2 separate regions of the Mus musculus genome follow, and region 1 is linked to region 2. A link is a contact called in public HiChIP or PLAC-seq data. All regions are on one chromosome and are shown on one strand. The core of a region is the stretch at or near the end of the contact, and the rest is flanking DNA. Distances in the headings are between cores, read along the strand shown. Region 1 holds the start of Spsb3 (splA/ryanodine receptor domain and SOCS box containing 3). Region 2 holds the start of Wdr90 (WD repeat domain 90).

Region 1 (6,366 bases), core at 475-2,974, 970 kb before region 2:
AATCTAAGTGTGTTATTCTTCCCAGGCAGTCTCTCATGGCAGCTAGGATGGTTCAATGTTACCCGCTTAAAGCTCAGCACTGGGATCCACTGCACACTGTGCGGCCTTAGACCCTTGGCTTGAGTGAGGGCCCGTAGGGAGGGTTCTCAGAAGGGAGATCCCTTCCTATCTAAGGAGTGCCTGATGGCTTCACAACAAATGCAGAGCACAGCTTCTCCCTTGATCTTGGTCTCATGTCATATTCTCCATCCAGAGGCTGGGAGAAACCCAGAGGTATATATACCCTGAAGGGTGGACATCTATGCGCAGTAGAAGCGTTCCAATGGGAAAGAGACTCCAATACAGGCCAGGGCCAGCTTCTGGCTTTATCCAATGGCAGTAGGCACGAGATGGGGGAAAGCGGCCTCAGTAAAGAGGCACTGAGGAGTTGGAGGAAGGGAGGAAGCACTGCTTCTCACTAAGTTCTTACCATGTTTCTTGGGACCTCTCCACACCACGGCCTCATCAGGGTTTTCCAGCAGGAACCCCACAGACATAAGGGAGATGCTCTGCTCCTGATCCACAAAGACAGGCACCCAGCCATTGTCACACTGGTGCACGGCCTTGCCTTGTGCACGGAGCATGTGTGGTATGCTGGGACCGCACAGGTCCACATCTAGGATTCCCACCTGCAAGGAGGAGGATGCTGAGGGGTGGAAAGAAGTCTGCCAAGCCTGTTGGGAGCTAGGGACAACAATGAAACAGGTGTCAACCCTGGTCCAGGCCTCACCTTCTTGCCCTGGTGGCGCAGAGCCAGGGCCAACTCCGTGGAGATGGTGCTTTTCCCAACGCCACCCTTTCCAGAAAGAACAAGGATGATGTGTCGCACCCCGGCCAGGTTCCCGGGTTCTGGTGAGAAACAGGAGTTGGGGTGTCTGAGAGAGCGACAAAGACAAAGGCACGCGGGTAGGTCTTCTAGAAGCCCCAGACCTGTCTCAGCCTCACTTCTGTCTGAAGTGGAGCAACTGAAGGCACGTGCACACGTGAACGCTCACTTCAAACTGCCAGCTAATTTTAACAGACACAGAGGAAACTAACAGAGTAGATGATCACAGCTAAGCGACACCCGCGCACAAACGCAGACTCCACACTAGAGACTTCCAGTTCTAGGGAAGCAGGGCCCCCAATTCTCGGAAAGGCGTGAGGCTGAGGTCTTAGAGCAGATATAACCGCCGATGTGTGCATCGCGACACTCGGCTAGCTCAGTAAACAAGGGGACATGGGATGCTTTGGCGTGGGCCTGCACGCGGTTCGCCTTCAGACTTTCCCAACCCCTCGCGTTTGACCGACCTGCACGCTCACCGGCAGCAGCCTCCATTCCGCTACTAGTTGCTTTTCGCGGCTCTCTTCCGCTTCCTCTCCAAACTTTCGCAGCCTTTGAACCAATGGTGACAAGAGCCCGCCCCTTACTCATTTTGAGAGGTTAGTCATTCACCGTCCAGCCAATCAGATCACCCAAGGAGGTCCCGATCCTGGCAACTGATGATGACGCCACGGGCACGGACACACTTCCTTATATTTGTCCAATGGTCATGCGAAAGTTTTTTTTTTTTTTGACCGCTCTAGCGAGGGCCAATAGAAACTTTGGTTCAGGATTGACAGTTTGTGCAAGCCTCTTGACAGCAGTCCTGTCTCGCGAGACCCGCCCCCGCGCGAAGCTGCCATAGAGCCCGCCTTCGGCTGCCGGGCCAATGCAGGGCGGGGGCGGGGATTGTTTGCGTCGCGGCCGGAACGGAAAGTGGGTCAGCGCCGGGGGAGCTTTTTGGCCGCAGGTGAGCCGCGCCGGCCCAGCCCGGTCAGGCCCGGCGGCCGGCGGGTTGACCTTGCAGGCGGTCAAGCCGGCCACCCGTTGTTCCCTGGCGGTGGCGCTCGGGAGTCTGGGCGGGGGCCTCGGAGTCAGGCGTCAGGGACGGCATCGCTGTGGCGAGATCCGCGAGCCTTTGGCGAGGGAAGCAACCTTCAGCCCCGCGGAGGCCGAGCGTGGCTACGTCCAGGGACATCTCTGGTTCATTCATTGGGTTCCTACTGTGTGTTCTTATACGGCGCTCAGCCAACCCAACTGCTGTGGAGTGCTGTGCGCGGCCCCGCCCGGCTTCTTTGTGGATGGCCGGGGCGAGGTAGGGTAGTACAGTGGGTCTACAGGGGGACAGGAGGCAGCTAGGACAGAGTCGACTATTAGACAAAGACAGTCCACTCGGGAGAGGAGATCCGGACCTCTCAAAGCCTTTCATTTTGTCCCAAGAACGATGTCAAGCCAGTGAGTTTAAGGTTGTATCAAAGACTGAGTTTGTAGTGTGCAGAGCCGGATGGGTGAGAGGGAGTTGTGTGGTGCAGGAAGCGGTGGGGGTCTCCAATGGCAAGGAGGGGTGTCAGGAGTGGATGACAGCGGTGTTTCTGGCATGAGGAACTGGATGCTGTGGATGCCATTTGCCAAAGTGGACCGCGGAGGAGGAGCAAGTTAAGTGTCAAATGCCTGAGGGGCAACAGCTCCTGAACAGAATGCAGAGATGGGCTGGGACACATCCAAAGTCATGGGTGTCTGGGTTGTGTTTCACACCATCGCCCTGGGCTTGATTGAGGTGCTCAGATACTCGAGCCAGGTACGAGCTTGTGGGAGTTTCTGGAGCTCAGAGCTCAGTGTTGAGGGCTTGGAGTCCCCAGCCTTTGGTGGATCCATGGCTTAGGCTGCCAGGTAGAAGTGGCAGGGGGCAGAGTTGTGGGGTGTAGATTTGGGCCTTGTTTGGACATTGATACATTACATGTCTTTAAAGTTACAGTTATTTTTTTCCAGGTTCTCTCCACTATGGCCCGGCGTACACGGAGTAGCAGGGCATGGCATTTCGTCCTGAGCGCAGCCCGCCGAGATACAGATGCCCGGGCTGTGGCTCTGGCAGGCAGCTCTAACTGGGGCTATGACTCTGATGGGCAGGTAGGTCGAAGTGGCAAGGTGGGGATAACCAGTGTCTATGTTGGGTGAAAAAGACACTGAGCCAGGCAGCTGAGCTGTGTCCTGGTATGTGGTGCTTTTTGGTCTGGTAAAGCCTGAGGTATGTCAGGCCTCAAGACAAGAGACAGGGATCGAAAGTTCTGGATAGTGCTGGTTACTGTACAATGCTTGTTCACCAGGCCTGCCAATTTTATTATTGTGTGCCACAGTGAATGGGTCAGGAGCCTTGTATGTGTGTTCTATCTTACACCTTTATTTGGTATCTGGGGAGCAAGCTTAGGTTGTCCGTGACGTGCAGTAGCACACATACATATGCTGAGCCATTTGGATCACCCTGGATGTTTTTGTCACACAAATGCTGTATTTCATGTGTGTTGTATATGATAGGATCTGTGATCTTTTTTGGGTTTTTGAGACAGGGTTTCTCTGTATATACCTGGCTGGCTTTGAACTCAAGAGAACTGCCCAAGTGCTGGGATCAAAGGCATGTGTCACTATCCCTGCTGGTTTTATTTTCAGAAATGGTCTCACACTGTAACACAGGCAGGCCTTGGACGTGAGACAGTTTATTGTGTGTGGGCACACGTGTAGAGGTCAGGAGTCGCTGGAGTCAGTTCTCTACCATGTGATACCCTTAGGGTCATCAGTGCATGATTTTTCTTTATAATATTTATAGTTCTTGAAGTTCAAATGTCCTAAGACTTCCTTTGTTGGAGTCTCTGAGCACAAGGTAGATACCCAGCCCAGTGTGCCTGACTTGGCTCCTGGGAGTAGGTGGCTACTGACTTGCTGGTACCAGACTGGTGTTCTGGCTCTGCCCTGTACTGCCTCTACTCTGATGTTACAGCTCTCTGAAGCCGGGTTAGGGTTACAGTTAGGCTCCCTTCTAGAAGCCCATTGGATCACCAGATTATAAGGAAAACTTGATTTACTTACTAGGTCAGCAGTGCCCCAGGCCCTTCTTGGGGGCTTTTGAGCTTGAGTCAGCCCAAATTTTCAGCTACACCTCCAGTTCCTAATGATGCACCTGAAACAGCCTCAGTCATCACAGTGACACACGCATGCCTGTTGTCTGTCATGTGGCAGGTAGCTGTGGGTGTTCCTGGGCCTGGGTTGGGTTGAGCATCCTCCTCCCTTCCTCCTGTCCTAGGCAGATTGGCTTCTTACTCAGTGGATCTGCCTTGCCTCTAGAAGATCCCATCTTTGCCAGTGGGGTACAAGGTCTGCTCTGAGGTATGAGCCTTCCCTCCAGGCAAAGGAGCTGGTCTGTTTGGCTTCGGAGTGGCCTTAGTTAACGTTGACTAACCAAACTGGGGCTGGCTCCTTGTGGGTTATACGCCCCTATTTCAGCACACAGTACCCAGAATTGGATGTTGGTTTTCAGTCCCGACTCGGCTGCCTATTGCTGGACATTTCTTCACTTCTCATGATATTATACATCCACCATGATGGTTCTCCATCTCTAGACTTTTTGAGGCCCTTCCTGAGGAGCCAGTGAACTTGAAAAAGCACCAGAGACCAGAATGGTGGACACCCTGAGTATTGTGAAGAGAAAGAATACAGAGTGAACGTGGTCCAAGCTCCTCTTGGTGGTTGAATGCTTCCTTGTAGAGAAGTGCAGGATGGCTATATGGCTGTAAATAGATCTAACTTCAGGGTGGGTGTTAGAACTGTGATGTGGTCGCCATTAGAGGGGCTCCTGGACCACTGTGTGGAGCACAGCAGGGCAGCTCAGGAAGTAGAGGCCAAAACTTCAGGGACTGTCAAGTCAGCTAGCCTGAACCCTAGCACCAAAACAGGGATCCAAGGGCCTGCAGAGCAGCTGAATAGCAAGAGTTGATTGGTCAGTCAGTGGCTGGAACTTGACCAGCTCAGCTGTGTCCTCACCCCCAGCTAGGTTCTGAGGCCTGAGAGCATCTTTGGAAGAGTTTGCTGCAGCTTGGAGCATTAGTCCATTAGACCTTGTGGAGCATGCTTGCTCCTCTTGATTCCAGTGCCCTTGCAGGGGATGGAGACACACATCCCATGTCTTAGCCTGAGTGGAGCCAGATGCTAGACCTTGTTGACAGCAGCAGCCCTGGGCTTTAGGAGACCATGAACTACCCAGGGAAGACAGGTAGTGGATGCTGTGTGGCCTATGGTAGTCAGACCTTCTGGGGGGAAATGGGGCAGAGGAAGCCAAGTAAGAAGCCATTCCCCTAGGGCCACCTCCCATCTCATTGGAGTCTTAGCACTCAGGTTGATTATGTTGAGCACTGGAGAGCGCCAGGTGTCTGGCTGCTTCTCTGGTGGATTTGAGAAGGGATTTGTCATAAACAGAGTGACCTACCCCTTCCCTCCCTTCCAGCACAGCGACTCCGACTCTGACCCTGAGTACTCCTCCCTGCCACCATCCATCCCCAGTGCTGTGCCTGTGACAGGAGAGTCCTTCTGTGACTGCGAGGGCCAGAATGAGGCTACCTTCTGCAACAGTCTGCACACAGCACACCGTGGCAAGGACTGCCGGTGTGGTGAGGAGGATGAGGGTACGTGTCTTGCCGCTGGGACGTGTGGAGGGCTGGGCAGGTTCCCTGGGACCAGGCAGGCACCGTTTAGCTGTAGCCCTCCCTAGTTTAGGCCCTCTGTCTTACAGATTTTGATTGGGTCTGGGATGACCTGAACAAGTCCTCAGCCACCTTGCTGAGCTGTGATAATCGCAAGGTCAGCTTTCACATGGAGTATAGCTGTGGCACTGCAGCCATTCGGGGCACCAAGGAGCTAGGGGATGGCCAACACTTCTGGGAAATCAAGATGACCTCTCCAGTGTATGGCACAGACATGGTAAATGGCCAAGCAAGAGGGTAGATGCCATGGGCCCTGCCGCTAGGCATCTAACTGTCCAGGCCCACTATTTACAGATGGTGGGCATTGGGACGTCGGATGTAGACCTGGACAAGTACCACCACACGTTCTGCAGCCTGCTGGGCAGGGATGAGGACAGCTGGGGGCTCTCCTACACTGGTAGGTGTTGCCTGGGTCATGGGTGGGGCTGGCAGTACAGCAGACCTCCCAGGATCACCCCATTGCTCCTCGCAGGGCTCCTCCACCACAAAGGTGACAAGACGAGCTTCTCTTCACGCTTTGGCCAGGGCTCCATTATTGGTGTGCACTTGGACACCTGGCATGGGACACTGACATTCTTCAAGAACAGGAAGTGCATAGGTGAGGTACCTTTGTAGAGCCTTTAGGGGTGGGGCCAGGCAGTCTGACTTGAGGCTCCTGACAGATGAGGGAGGGTGGGCAGGCCTGAAGCAGATTGGGGTTACCAGGCCAGACCAGAGTATTTTCTGTGTTCAGACTATTTGAGCTGCTTACCGTGGTGCCTTGTAGGAGGAGCTTCC
Region 2 (6,020 bases), core at 1,855-4,354:
CTCAGGACCTCTGGAAGAGCAGTCAGTGCTCTTAACCAGTGAGCCACCTCTCCAGCCCCATAAAATAATCTTAAAAAATTTTACACACACACACACACATCCGTATCTCAGAGCTCTTGGGTCTTTGGGAGCCCTTTAGCCCAGCAGACCTTACCAAGTGAACAGAGGGCACCCATGACCTAAAGACTCACATTAGCCCTCAGGAATAAGAGGTGGGCAGGGCAGGGTTTCTTGAGGAAAGAAAGTGCCCGAGACAGAACTAGGAATCTTTCCTTCCCTAAAACTCACTCGTCCCACCCAATCAAAACTGGCCTGGGAACCTCACCCATTGGGTGCTGTGACCCCCAAAACCGATGACGCCCTTGAGCCTCAGGACTGGGTCTGGGAGGAAAAGCTGAAATAGGAAAATGCAAAATGAGACTGGGGGAAGTCACTCTATCCCCTGCGAATGCCCCACTTGTGCTGCCTCTCAAATAAAAGGTGGGGAGGTACAAAGAACTCCTGCTAGAAGCAGTCTTCTGGCTGCAGTGGTAAAGTCTTTAGAAACCCCAGGTCCTGTCCTTTGACAGAATTGGCAACAGGAACAAACCCATCTCTAGAGGCCCATCCACTCTGGATGCATCTCAGGAGGCTCAGGTTAGCCAGCCTGTTATCTCACTAATGCCCAATGCCTTCAGATGGGCACTCACCCTACAGGAACCAATGTCCTCAAGGGCCATGGGCACGCCAGATGATCTGTCAGCAAGAACGTGTCTCTCGCCGGACACCGTGTGTGCATCGGGAACCTCATCGCGAACTGAAGGACGTTGGCTCTGGATGCTGGAGGCACTTACACTGGAGACTTCTCGATACCTGTAGGTCCGGCTGACCTCTGGAAGGCGACTAGATGCTGAAAGGACCTGGCATGGCTGTAATGGAACATGTGCCATCAGCACCCTTAGGGGCACCGGTCCCCAGCCCTTTCCCAAGCGCACTCACCAATGCAGAGCTACATGCCTGGGCCACAGGGGACTTACTGCTCAGCAAAGGTTTGCCCAAGACCCCTGGATGAGGCAGGTGCCGTGACATACGACCTAGGAAGACTACAATGGAGCAAAGAGCCAGGGAGGAGCAGCAAGAGGACCCATGAGGATGTCAGCCAAGGTGCAGGGAGGAACAGGAGGTTCCCCTCACCATTCTACAGATGCTATTCCATAAACGCTGCCACCATTCTATCCTAAACTCTGGCAGAGTCTCTCCAACACGAAAGCTTGGAGACCAGATGCCACTTGCATGGACCTTACGATTCTAGGACCTCAGAGGGCCACCAGCTCCGCCCTTCTCTGGGCCTATTTCCAGGCTGCCCCAGGCACATACCATGTGTAGTCTCCATGCTACTGATCCTCATTCAGGATGCCCCAAAACTGTTCCCACCAAGCCCTGTGCACCCTGTCGAACCACAGCCCACCTGCTTCTGGGGGGGAACAGCTCTTCTCATCCTGCTCATCAGGCACCTTGGAACAGTCACTTGGAAACCTTGTGGGGGGCAAACACAGGTAGAAGCAAAATCAATATCTGGGGACTAAAGGCCACCTGACCCCTCACCACCTGAGGTCCAGAGCTCCTCACCGAACGTGGATGTAATTGTCATGCCAGCTCTCCCCTTTTGGCACCGGGAAAGCCATTTCTCGAGGCATAGGGTTAACAGACAACTTTGCACGCCGGGCCTCAGTGACAGTGACAGCTACAATGAGCAGGACTGTTCTAGATCAAGGGACATTTGTCCTATCCCTTCCCACCCCAGGCAACATGCATTACCAAGTATCTGCCACTCCACCAACCAACCCACCCCAATGCTCTTCCTGGAGCTGGGAGCCCTGGTGCATGGCTCTCCTCTGAAATTGGTAAGTGGTTCTTATCTGCCAGCTAGCGGGAGGGTTCTAGCCTTCTGACTGGGATGGGGCATGAAGTGTGGGCCTCACCAGGGTCAAAGCACAGATCACTGGTGTAGAGGTTTCTGACTAGCAGGCTGGCACACAGCCTGATGCTCTTGAGATGACTATAGTGCCTGCCCAGGTAGAACATCAGGATGTCACGCAGGTCCAGCTGTAGGCAGGTCCAGCGGGCACGAGGAAGAGCTACACCTGCCAGGTCTGCAGGACACGTGCGAGGTCAGCACCTACCATTTTGTTGCAACCCCTCTCAGCCCCATCCCCTAGCTATCCTCAGGGCCACACAGAAGCACATGCCCAGTTGGGCCTGTACCATCCCGTTTTAGGCCTTCATTCAAGCCGTCCCTCTTGGACCAAATGTCACCACCTCTCCTGGGTGTCTTAGTCTCGAAGACAAAGGGGAACTGAAGCCACGTTGTGGAGGACTTGAACTCCTTAAAGAGGTTGGAGAAAGACACACGGATGACCTGGCCGTCCTATGAGGCAGAGCGAGGCCATTAGAAGGAGATTATGGCACGGTGGGAAAGCAGCAATAGACACCCAGCCCTCCTTCCAAGCTGGGCACCTCGGTGGACACGTCCAGGTGGATGACAAAGTGCTTGGTAGGCACAGGCCGGAAAAGCACATACAGGTACCGCCCAGTCAGCCCCAGAGACTGGGTGCTAGTTCTGGGGAGCTGGATGTAGTTGCTGGCAGATACAGACCCACGGATGCGATACACAGCGCTCTTCAGGACCTTGTCCTAGAAAGAGAGAGGTGCTGCAAACAGGCGCAAAACTGGAGGACAGTCACAGTGCCCACTGGGAGATTTCTCAGGAGCAGGAAGGACCCCGCGGCCAGTACCGTCACCACAGCCACATCTCCCTCTTTGCTGGACCGTTTCCACTCATCCACCCTGAAATGTCTGAATACATTGAGGAAAGGGTGCTGCCAGGCTGCAGAAGGGACGCCGCCTGAGCACCGATCTGGGGCAGCGCGCCGCGACCCTCCACCTCCGCCCGCGGGACGGGCTTCTGCACGAGGTCCAGTCACTGACGCGGCGGGGACCTCGGACCCGGGACTCCCGGGACGCGAGCCCTGACGACAGCGCGTCTCGCGCGCGCCGCTACCTCCGGCCATGGCGCTACAGCTCGCGCTTCCCGCCTCAGCTGACGCTGTCTTACGCAAAACACATAGCACGGCGCCTAGCAACAGCCTCCTGGCAACGCGCGTCACTTCCGTCGCCGCTGCAGCAACGCACAAATATCCCGCTGCTGCGTGGTCCTGGGCACCTAGCAGGCCCCTAGGTCTTGCGTGGGCTCGCCCTGCCCACTTCCACCGCTGTTGCCTCCTGCTTGGGGCTTTGCGGCCTCGCCCAGCCGGGGCCTCAGCACTGTGCAGGGAACTGTGCTAAGTAGCCGTGGTCGCTGACTCTCTCAGAGGCCTCCGGTTTTGTTTTGAGAGCTGAACCTTTTTTTCTGTATGTGAGCCAGAAAGGTCATGCTGAGACCTGTCCACATCCACGGTCCACCCAGGCTGGGCCTCATCTCTGCTTTCTAACTGTGTGGAGGTATCTGATCAGCATCCAGGGTACTCTGGGTCTCCCTGCTTCAGGAGAGTAAGGTCCCTGTGCCCACTGGGGTGCAGCTTTCAGATAACCACATCACCACAGGTTCAACATATACCCAAAGACCCTTGAGGCATTTTCCCAGTATACTACAGCAGACCTCCAGCTTGAGAGAGAAGGTCCTGCAGTCGAGGGCTAGGATTCTATTCCAGCTAAGTCCTGGTGGAGAATGGACTTTGCCTCCCAGACATGCTCTGTCTTCTCCTAAGGATTAATCCTGTTAACTAATGCACTGGGTTCCTTGCTCAACTTTTTTTTTTCCCTTTTAGACGGAATCTATGTAATCCTGGCTGTCCTAGAACTTGCTATGTAGATCAGGATAACTTTGAACTCACAGCTCCAGCCTCTGTAGTTCAGGGATTAAAGGCCTGGGCCAGCCATTCCCTTCAGAGGCCCTTCTGCAAGGTAGCTGACCTTATCTCTAAGAGCAAAGCTTTTCTTCTTCCTTCCCCCACAGCAGTTTAGAACATTTATAGCTGCCTGCCTTGGGGTTTTCCCTTTAAAGGCTAATAAATTCCCAAACTTCTATTTCAGTCTGGTTTTGTCCTTGAGCTTGTTTGTGGCCATTCTCTTTCTTGTCTCTTTCTGTCTGTCTTTTTGAGACAGAATATCTCTGTGTAGTCCTGGCTGTCCCAGAACTCACTATGTGGGAGCAGGCTGGCCTTGAACTCAGAGATCCTCCTGCCTGGCCGTTTAAAATCCATATATTAATGAAACTTAAGAACCCCAAGAGGGGACCTTGATTTCTCCAGTATCACCAAGATTTCTTCCTTTTAATTCTTTAATCGGCAGAGAAAACAAACTCTTTCCTATATCTCACTCCAGTATCACCTGGGTCTTGGGTCTGACTTTGGCCATTGTCAAGAAAAAGAGGTAGTGGATTCAGATGAGACAGCTTGAAACTACATATTTCCAAAATGAGCTGGTCAAGGACCTCATCACCCTAGTTATCGCAGCATGGTGGGGCATGTCTTTAATCCCAACACTCTGTGAGTTCCAGGCCAGCCAGCCACCTGTCTCAAAAAAAAAAACAAAAAAAAAAAACAAAAACAAAAAAAAAAACAGAGCTGGACAAAGCTTAACTTCTTCTAGTCCAAGAGTAAAGAGGTTGTGACTAGGAGGGGGATACTGCAAGCCAGTCTATAATCCCAGCTACTGGGGAGGCAGGAGGATCAAAAGTTCCAGGCTAGTGGCACATGTCTTTATTCCAGCACTTAGGAAGCAGAGGAAGGCAGGTCTCTGTGGACTCAAGGCTAGACTAATCTACATAGCAAACTGCAGGTAAACCAGGATTACACACTGAGATGCTGTTTCAAAAGAAGAAGAGGGCCGGGCATGGTGGCACATGCCTTTAATCCCAGCACTCGGGAGGCAGAGGCAGGCGAATTTCTGAGTTCGAGGACAGCCTGGTCTACAAAGTGAGTTCCAGGACAGCCAGGGCTATACAGAGAAACCCTGTCTTGAAAACCAAACCAAAAAAACAAAACAAAAAAACAAAACAAAAAAAACCAAAAAAACAAAAAACAAAACAAAAAAAACAAAGAAGAAGAGGAAGAAGTAGTAGTAAACAGAAGGCAGAGGATATAGGTCAGTAGGTCAGTAGAACAGATACCTAGCCTGTGTGAGACCCTCAGTTCAATTCCGAGTATCACAAAGTGTTAGGGGAGGCTAGAAGCTGAGACTGAGAACTAGTAGACTCGTGGCCCCAACACACATCCCCCACCATTCACCAATCACCAACACCCGAAAGGGCAGTTTCTCAACTTTATTAGCCTGAACTCCTCCCTGCCAGCCCCAGGGGCTGGTCCCTGGGCACAGTGAGCAGGACTGAGGTTAGACAGGTTTGGCCCCTGGCTCTGGCAGCTTGGGACAGCCAAGCCAAGGGAACAACAGGTGCAAAAGTCCAAATGTTGGCACTTCAGGTGTGGCCGGTACCCAGCCAGGCCACAAGGTGGATCGGCGCACCATGGTCCTCTTCTGGCAAAGGGTCCACTATGGCAACATTCCTTCCCGGACAGCTGCTAGGAACAGTTGGTGATTTTAGCCAGAAACTGCTGTGCCCACCACTCATCGAGGTCAATAGGTACAAAGTCTGTGGGTAGAATAAATGTCAGGCAGTGATGCTGCTTTTCAAGCTGGCTGGTACCTCTGCCCTCTAGCTGATCACACCCCCTAATCTGGACTCTAAGCACAGCAATTAATGGAAAACAGGAGACTCTGACCCAGCACCTCCTTCCCCAACTACCTGAGGCTACCTGGTATAGAGGGTTCTTTAGGGATTTGAGGCATAGGAGAAGGCTCACTCTGTAGCCGGGGATCAGGAGTGCTCTCCACATACTGCACAGGCCGTGGGCCACTCTCATCGGCAGGGCCGCCATCCAGTTGTCGCTCTACCTGCTGCCAGGCTGTGGGGGAAGGAACAGTTAGAATGAACCGGGCCCCTGGTGTCCCTCCCACCCCAGCACCTGGGGGCCACCTTGCAC

The links. HiChIP or PLAC-seq counts read pairs in DNA pulled down with a chosen protein or histone mark.
Region 1: an H3K27ac HiChIP or PLAC-seq map of double positive thymocytes shows a contact between it and region 2, with 3 times the contacts expected there. The contact joins the promoter of Spsb3 here to the promoter of Wdr90 in region 2. A contact is called at or near these places in 2 of 39 promoter capture datasets (cranial neural crest and embryonic stem cells), 1 of 484 Hi-C or Micro-C datasets (embryonic stem cells), 6 of 115 datasets of contacts at active chromatin or transcription factors (astrocytes, craniofacial prominence, double positive thymocytes and 3 more) and 2 of 9 other capture datasets (adipose tissue and liver).

What each region holds. Positions count from the first base shown.
Region 1 is chr17:24,884,950-24,891,315 of GRCm38.p6, forward strand. It overlaps Spsb3 (splA/ryanodine receptor domain and SOCS box containing 3), which reads left to right and starts at 1,725. Exons shown (of 7, transcript NM_001163751.1): 1 at 1,725-1,811; 2 at 2,831-2,968; 3 at 5,334-5,511; 4 at 5,619-5,806; 5 at 5,884-5,986; 6 at 6,062-6,187. The coding sequence starts at 1,731. It overlaps Nubp2 (nucleotide binding protein 2), which reads right to left and starts at 1,401. Exons shown (of 7, transcript NM_011956.3): 1 at 1,330-1,401; 2 at 770-888; 3 at 470-668. The coding sequence starts at 1,357.
Region 2 is chr17:25,858,411-25,864,430 of GRCm38.p6, forward strand. Wdr90 (WD repeat domain 90) reads right to left here and starts at 3,105. Exons shown (of 41, transcript NM_001163766.1): 1 at 2,775-3,105; 2 at 2,497-2,673; 3 at 2,245-2,407; 4 at 1,962-2,132; 5 at 1,609-1,723; 6 at 1,448-1,515; 7 at 979-1,082; 8 at 690-908; 9 at 326-394. The coding sequence starts at 3,050. It overlaps Mcrip2 (MAPK regulated corepressor interacting protein 2), which reads right to left. Exons shown (of 5, transcript NM_026633.3): 4 at 5,841-5,942; 5 at 5,288-5,629. The coding sequence ends at 5,559.